2 separate regions of the Anas platyrhynchos genome follow, and region 2 is linked to region 1. The links are chromatin contacts, called in public Hi-C maps. All regions are on one chromosome and are shown on one strand. The core of a region is the stretch at or near the end of the contact, and the rest is flanking DNA. Distances in the headings are between cores, read along the strand shown.

Evidence for each region. A called contact is a pair of places that touch in the nucleus more often than the background predicts.
Region 2: a contact with region 1 is called in a Hi-C map of subcutaneous adipose tissue, with 2.3 times the contacts expected there. The contact joins two enhancer-like sites. A contact is called at or near these places in 2 of 8 Hi-C or Micro-C datasets (liver and subcutaneous adipose tissue).

The regions. Positions count from the first base shown.
Region 1 is chr7:2,904,258-2,908,185 of IASCAAS_PekinDuck_T2T, reverse strand. EPC2 (enhancer of polycomb homolog 2) reads left to right here. Exons shown (of 14, transcript XM_038181936.2): 3 at 3,180-3,325. Among named protein-coding and RNA genes, the nearest start is that of EPC2, 20 kb to the left of the region's middle. Within about 2 kb of position 1,880, at least 2 of the 8 cell types and tissues checked have an H3K27ac peak or open chromatin away from gene starts, as enhancers often do. A contact at or near this core is called in subcutaneous adipose tissue, where this site is marked.
Region 2 is chr7:3,093,623-3,097,699 of IASCAAS_PekinDuck_T2T, reverse strand. It overlaps ORC4 (origin recognition complex subunit 4), which reads right to left. Exons shown (of 15, transcript XM_027459571.3): 13 at 2,738-2,833; 14 at 2,589-2,656; 15 at 1,488-1,800. The coding sequence ends at 1,612. Among named protein-coding and RNA genes, the nearest start is that of ORC4, 16 kb to the right of the region's middle. Within about 2 kb of position 2,424, at least 1 of the 8 cell types and tissues checked has an H3K27ac peak or open chromatin away from gene starts, as enhancers often do. A contact at or near this core is called in subcutaneous adipose tissue, where this site is marked.

The DNA.
Region 1 (3,928 bases), core at 631-3,130:
GCTGCTGTAACAGGAGCTGTTCAGCCTGTGGCCATGTAAAGTGGGCATTTGCATGATAGCTGCCTGGCAGAGGTGTTCTGGTGCAGGTGGGCAGTGTTAAAGCCCTGGTCCGGTCAGGTGCCGCAGCCTTGCCGTTGAGAAGGTGTTTTGCTGCTTTGTGAACTACTTTGGATATAATTACCATGACCTATGCTAACCCACAGTAAACGATTTGATGCCATCAGAATAAACACAGCCCGCTCTGTTCTGACTGCCAGCACCCTCCTGGTGGAAGCTGTGCTCTCAGCTGGGCCAGCTTGGGGAATTGCGCTGGCAGAAGGCCTATCTGGTTTTTGGTGGCCGTCTGGATCTATCAACTCGCTGTCTTGGCTCATTGTGGGACTCCAGGTGCCAGCACAGGGAAGGTGGAGCAGTGTGTAGCTCGCCGGGGAGGGGAGGCTCGTGGAGGTGCTTGTTTGAGTGGTAACTCACTTAGGTCGGCTTAAACTGACTGTTGAACCACAGCCTTAATTAGTTAAGTAAATTCAATTAGATAATTTTGTGATGTTAAACCCAATTTCACGTAACTTAACTTTAAAGCAAATTCCATTTCCATAGGTTAGTATAAACTCAGTACTTAAGGGAGCTCGTGTAAACAAAAGCAAATCCCTCTGCGAAAGGCACAGCCGGCAGGAGTGGTTACAGTGGCAGAGGGTGTAAGGTAGGGTGGTAGTTTTGCAACAGCAATTAGCAAGCCAGCAAGTTTTGAACATTTATACAAGGTGAGGTTTAGTGATAGGATCACCTTCTGCAGCACCCCACAGAAACGTGCAGCGTGGAAGAACACAGAAGTGTTGGAGCAGGAAAACTCGATCCATCTAGCCAGCCCCATGAACTACCAGCAGGAAAGGCAGGGAGGTAGAGTGCATGAACCAGGAGGAAGGCTGCATTTTGTGAGACTTGCAGGCTTCCAGCAGGTAGCTGAGGTTTTGTGGCCTGCAGTGAACCAGGAGGTGGAATGCGAGTGTTGTTGCCATTGCTTCAGCACCGTTACCCTGCCCTTCTGCTGCTTGCGGTGCTTCTCATGCTACTCACAAGCCAGAGAGTGTTGCTAGGAGGTATAAAAAGCAGGGCTACTACTGCTCTGACAGCACCTGTGTGCTTTTCTAGAGAAGAATGAGATGGGTTTTATTCAGCCTAACTTGCTTCTGACAAGCGCATACTGGATACCTTTTATCTTCTGAGTCTTGTCACTTTGATTATGTCAAAATATTCTCGTGGAGTTGGAATTCAGGGTGTAGAGTTTTTTGGTTTTTAAGGATTACAGTTTTTTTTCCTGTTTTTCAGCACTTTTTTGAGATGTTATAGATTAAAAAAAATGACTGCTAATATAGCTGAGGTTTTATCAGCAAATAACTTAATTTAGGAAGTTAAGTTGATTTGATGTGTCATTTAGGAACAGGGTTCAGAGGTTTCTTAATGCAGCTTTACAGAGCTCTGCTTTCAAAGAATGAATAGTCTGGGTCAGTTTCTGTTTCAAAACTGTGATTTTCTCCCATGGAAGCTACAGGACCTGAATGCTGTAAGCTGTAGTGTGAGTCTGATACACGGCTGCTGATGCTCGGAGGGAGAACCGGGTGTCACGTACCCAGGCACAGTGGGACGTGTCCGAACAGAATCTGCACGGCAACTTTATCGAGTTGTAGTATTAATGATTCCCTGTAATACACAGCCATACCGCAGTAGTAGTATTAATTTCTTCTTGAAATCTATTTTTAGACTGTGTTTACAGTGTGTGTTGAGCCGGTGAAGCCTTCTGAGTAAGTGTCGTTCTCAGAATTAGTACAGCGAAGCACCGCCTCTTCTGGGAGGTAGCAGGGCACAGCTGAAAATGGGAAGGGATCGCGTCCTAGCACTTCTCAGATGTATCTGCCTCTGGGAGTGCCTCTCCTCTGTCTCCACGCAAAGCCAAACAGATTGTTTTACACGCTGCCAGTGGTAAAAGCTAATGCATTGCGTTGGAATATAGACAGAGTGGTCTTGGGCTGGCCTGAGGAAGGAATGTCTTGCTTATTTCATCGTAGTTGACTGCCCAGACCAGGTGCTTTAAATGATTTTTAGCATCATTCTGCTGATTCTGGTGTTTCCTGGGTCCCCTCAGAGTGCACCAGAAAGCTTGGTAGCAGAGTTGTTCTCTAAGTTGACACTCGGATACAGCCATCACTTAGGAACGTAGAGATAAGATAGTGCTTTGATTTGTGGTCCAGTACAAATAGAATATATTTCAACAAGCCTTCACTGCTGTTGGTGCAATAATTATTTGAAGCGTTGGAGTTAGTGTTTCACCCTTTGTAGTTTCATATAAAATATCAGTTGCACCTAATAAGAGTTGTTGCTGTATAGGATTTTCTCATACTTCATGTAAACAAAATTGCTGCTATGTTATCTGAATGATGATTTCCTTCTGCTTTTCGTAGGACCAGAAACTTTGCCTAAGTATGGAGAATGACTAGGGCAATGTGTAATAAAGCTATGGGCTTTGCTGTAAAGTCAGGAGCGTACTGTTTGAAGAGCATGGAGAAAGATTCAGGTTCTACGTCTAGAGTTGAGTTGCTTTTGGAGAAAAAGTAACACGCCTTCCCACAGGATTGGTCTAGCCTTGTTACAGTTGGTTACACAAGCTATTTTTTTTTTTAATTTAGCCTATTAAATATTTTAATAATTTAATTTAGTTGAATTACTTAAAAACGGGCAACTGAAATTGTATTGGAACTTCCATTTAAGTACTTTCCTCTGAGTATGGGATTTGACTGAAAATTATCTTAATTGTTAAGAATCTTACTGTGATATTATGGAGGAGCTGTATTATAACAGCACAAAAAAGCACTTTTGCTTTTGTTGTGCAGGGAGATATTAAAATTTGTATGCCCCTATGGTAATTTTTAGAAGTAAAGCTTTTTTTCCTATCACCCCTTCAAGCTGCATTAAAAGAAAACGAGCTTTCACTGATTACCCCTTGTATAGGAAGCCAAAGACAAGAAACTTCTGAACACTGTCTTAATTCTTCTATATGGGGACACATTTTAGTGTAAAGAGAATTGTCATGCCAGAGGTCTGCTGATTTTATGGATGGCTTTTGATTACTGGTTGTCAGATGCGTGCTCTTGTATTCACTTATTTTGTGTGTGTTTTTGTTTCAGCCTTTAATCTGGACAATGAACAGCCAGATTACGATATGGACTCCGAGGATGAAACCTTACTGAACAGACTAAATCGGAAGATGGAAATCAAGCCACTGCAGTTTGAAATAATGATTGACAGACTTGAAAAAGCCAGTTCTAGTCAGGTATTTTGCTGCGCTAAGAAATGGCTCAGCTATTTCTCATTTCTGGTGGGGTGGTTCTGTTTTTTTTTTTTTTTTTTTTTGGTTGGTTGGTTTAGTTTGGTTTTTGTTTTTCAGTTCATTGTATTTCCTGGTAAGTGGGTAAGAATGTTTGTGCAAGTCTGCAGAACTACAGAAATTTCATTGCTGTCTTTATTGGTAACTTAGGAAAGTAAGTGGAGAGCAGGAGTATAGGTGAGTGGGTGCATGTGTGGTGGTGGGGCTTGGTATTAAACTTTTCAATTCCTAATCGTAATAAGTTACAAGAAGACAACTTAAAACCCATCTACTTTTACCTGCTTTGGCAGAAAAGGAGCTGATAGTGGTTGGTGGGTGTACAGAGGTGTCTATAAATGTGTATGAGAATCCAGATTGTTTTCCTTTCACTTGGTACAGTGGGCATTGACTTCAGTTGAAGGTAAGAGACTTTGATGCACAGACAGCAAAGCAAAGGGTTTAAGACTGAGCCCTTGTGGTATAAACTGCAGTGGTACAAGAAAGAAAGTTATTCTCCAGGTCAGACTCAAAGGCTGGTTTCCTTGCTGTAGGAACAAGCACGTGGTGCCA
Region 2 (4,077 bases), core at 1,175-3,674, 190 kb before region 1:
TTTAGAAGAGCTGTGGAAATGCTGTGAATGCTGCTCTGCTGCAAGTGGGATTTTTTTCTAGCCTATACTATCGCTGTTGCAGTTTGTTTCTCCAGAAGTGACACTAAACCAAAGCTGGAATTGTTAGGTTCACAGAAAAGTAACAACCTGCCTCAGCCCCAGCATATATTAGATGTGAGGTTTCACAAACATCGCTTAAAGCAAGGAGTTCTGACCCTACAAGCGAGCCTCAAGACAGCCTGTGGATGTGGCACAGGTTTCATCAGTAGTGCTGCATCATTAACAACCTTACCCAGCTAGACAATATTTCAGGCTCCCAGGTCAGTATTTATGCTGGGCTAAGAGTCCTCCCTGCCCTGTACCAAGCTTCTCACATTAGGAACCAGAGCCCCAGGACCAAGAACCTGAGCAAAAGGAGCAGGGGAAGGGGAGCTGCTTCCTTCCACCCCTACCTTCCCCACGAGATCTGTGAGCACCACCATGCCCATCCCTGCATCCCCCGTCCTTCTTTACACCTCTGACCAGACTCTAGGACTGTTTAACAGAGAACGGAGGTTTCCAGGCACAGAAAATAACTCCTTCTTAAAAGGCAACCTGGATTACATGAAGTACACAGGGAATCTAACAGAGTTTGTGCTTGCTGAGTAAACGCTTTGCTTTCTGGATTCACGCTGTAGTTATGGTTTGCAAGTGTTCCATTCAAACAGCCTCAGGCATCTTGTCTAAGCTACCACCTAGAGGAACTGGATCGCTGTGACTCTCCTACTACTTATTTTGCTCCTTTTCAGAGTACTGCTGTGTTATTCAAGATGTGCAGATGACATCTTAAAAAACAATGAAGCAGTGAAGAGAGCAAAATTAAAATACTCCTGACTGACAAGAAGGGCTTCGGAGTGACACCAGAGAGAGGTCTCCCAGGCATGGAGAAGTCGCTGTTTCTTTGGCTTTTTGACAGACTGAAGCCAGGGCTGCTAAAAATGACATCACAGACTTTAAGGCAAGAATGAGCTAACTCGCTCTATATTCAGGAAAGAGAAAACCAGTCTTCCTGCATCACCCTTCCTGAAACCTAACAGCAGCATCATGAGGACATCATGAGCCAGCTGGGCAACCTGCAGAGCAGGTGGGCTGGTAGCTGAGGCTCCTTGCACAAACACAGCACTTGCCAGACGCAGGTAGCTGTGACTGGAGGTTGAACTAAGTCACATCAGAGCTGTATTAGAGACAGATCTGCACTTCAGAACATACAGCAGGAGTCCTGCAGCTGGTTAACACCTCAAGCAGCCTTCATCATCTAAAGCTGCCTCAATCTGCAATTAAGAAACTCAAAGCACAACCGCTTTGATTTCTACAAAGCAGAAGTCACATTCAGAAGGAAAAGTTAGCACTGAGCTGAGCTACCCCGAGCATTTAGAAGTTCTTCCAATTTATGGCATTACAAGGTAAGAGGATTGCGGTTCCAAAACCAACCTGCAAAGCCAAGCAGCCTTCTTCCAACCAAAAATTTATTAACTTGACCACCCTACTGTGGGTAAACACCACATCTTCTGGAGTCTGCAGTTAACTCCAGAAGTTCTGAAGTGACAAGGGGCCCCGTGAGTTCCCAGCAGCTCACAACCAGCTAAGCGATGACGTTGCCCACTGCTTCACGTCTGTGGGGCAGTTGGGGTACGCCTGCAAAGCGTCCATGATCTGGGTGTTGTCCAAGAGCAGTTTCATCAAGAGGTACTCTCTCTGAGTACGCACTGATGGTTTTTCTATTGGTTTGACTAATTCCAGTTGCAGTAAGTGTTCGAATGCCTAAAAACAGAAGAAACAAATTAGGAAAAAAGGAGACATCCTCACTCCGGGCTGCACTGGCCACTTGCAGTGACCTATGAGGCGCTGTTTTAACAAAAGCCTGGGGTGTGCTGCCTTGACAGATATTAAATGCCAGCTCCATTCAACCCTATGTCCTTTTCGACAGGCAGTAAAACATATGTGAGCTGAGCTAGAATACACTTCTCTTCTTATAGAAATAAGAATTAAAATATTTAGTTTACATAACCAAATGGGAATGACTTTGTTCCAATTAATCCAGAACGACAGCTCATTACAAGCACACGGCGTTACTTAACTTTCAGTTTAAGCACAACTGAATCATCATGAATCAGAAAGCAGGACTGCTCAGCTCAAAAGCAGCACGACTAGAGGCTTTGGCTGCTGAACTCCGGATCATTGAGTTAAATTCATCAGCTGAAAGTATCTGCACAACCACCTGCTGGGCTGCTGTGCTGAAGCAGGATGAAATGCCACACTGGCAGTGCCCCAAGCTGAAAAGCTTGAAAAACAAGAGTCCTTGCAATATTTTCTTGTAAGCAGGGTATTTACCAGACCAACAAACTTCCTACCAGCGGGGCACCGACCAGCAGAGGGCAGCGCAGCACCGAGCAACACAACCACGGGTCACATCTGTTCTGCGAGCAGGGTTTTCTCCATCCCTAAAATATCCACCCCTACTTCAAGGATTGTTTACGACTGTTCAAATGCATGCTCTGGCAGAAGATACACATCTGAGTGCTTTAGGAAAAACTACACTTCAGGTTTACCTTCATAACAACCGGCTTTTCGAAGTTGTACATGCAGTGCGCCTTCCTCTGGATGAACTTCTGAAATTCTGCATCGGGAACGGGAAGGAAAAGTTACTCTGGGTAACGCGAGTGACTTAGCACGTGTAAGATTCATGCATTTCTCTCACCATTGTAAACCATCTGGAAGTTAAATGGTTCTCCTTCATAAACATCATTTAAGTGTTTCATAGCTATAATTAGGCAGATTTCCAGGACAGACAAACCTAGAGGGAGAGACAAGAGCTCTAAATATCTCTTGAGCATATCAGAAGTGCAAGCAGTTCATGTGCTATTTTTAATACTCTTTTGTATGCTGTAGACCTCACATATTTGTGGGGTTTATCTTCATAATTGTAACAAAATCCCAGAATTAAATGAGGCTAGATAAAAGCAGAACATTAGTTTTCAGATTTTTGAAGCAAGAATGTTACAAAAAAAACAGGCTCCTTCTGTCAAAATCCAAGGAATTTAAACAAAGACAAAATCATCACTGCAGACAAAGAAATCCTGGCAGCATCAAGACAATCAACATGCTACCGTACAGCATGTGATGAAATGAGAGTCTGAAGAAGTTACTTGCTATTGAAAGCTAAAGAAGTGATGCAGGGAATTACCTCCACAGACAGAGAATCACAGGGTCAAGCCAAACCAAGGCCTGTGAAGTCTGGGAGCAGTGAAAAAGCAATCGGATAAAATTGATCTTTCCCTGATCAGGGAAGCAATTTGTCCTGTAACTGTATTTGGGCCTATATCCTCATCAGCCATTTATTTCTTATCGTTTGTACAAGTTCCCAAATATTTATCAGAGAAAGCTTAAGTGCATTGCTCAGTGCATCTCACTTGCTGAGGTTTAAGGAAAGCCCCTCAGCCCCTCACCACAAACGGTTAAGTGAAAGCAGCACCAGGGGTTTCAGGCTGCCCCAGCACACTGACACACACCAGCCATCAGTGCAGGAGTAAGAGAAGCTTGGCCAAATGCAGGTGGGTGCACGCAGCTGTACCCTGCACATTCAAATACATGTCCAAGCACAGGCTGTTGCAGTTCTCAGAGGATTTATTGCCACAGCTCGCAGCCCAAGCCCAGCAGTTCCCTCACGCTACCAGCACTAGCAGAAAGAGGTCAGCCTTTCCCCCTCCTCTGACACTCAGGGGACAGAAATGCTGCCTGGGGGGTTCCCCACGCCACCAGCGCTGACTACAAACACGCTGGCTGGTGCTGAGAGCTGTTACACAGCCGTAGCAGGGCACTGGCTGAGCGCCCTGGGCAGTAATATCTGCACCAAGTATTACACAACTCAATTTCGGGTTCATTCTGCACCGTTATAGCCACACACGGACAAATGCAAGTCAGTGGGGGGCAGGCAGATAAATGTGTCCCCCAGACAGCTCATACCAAGAGGCATCGGTGCATTACGCAGTGTCCCTTCCATCTGAATTCCATGGAGGCACCTGATGCTTTCCAGTCTTT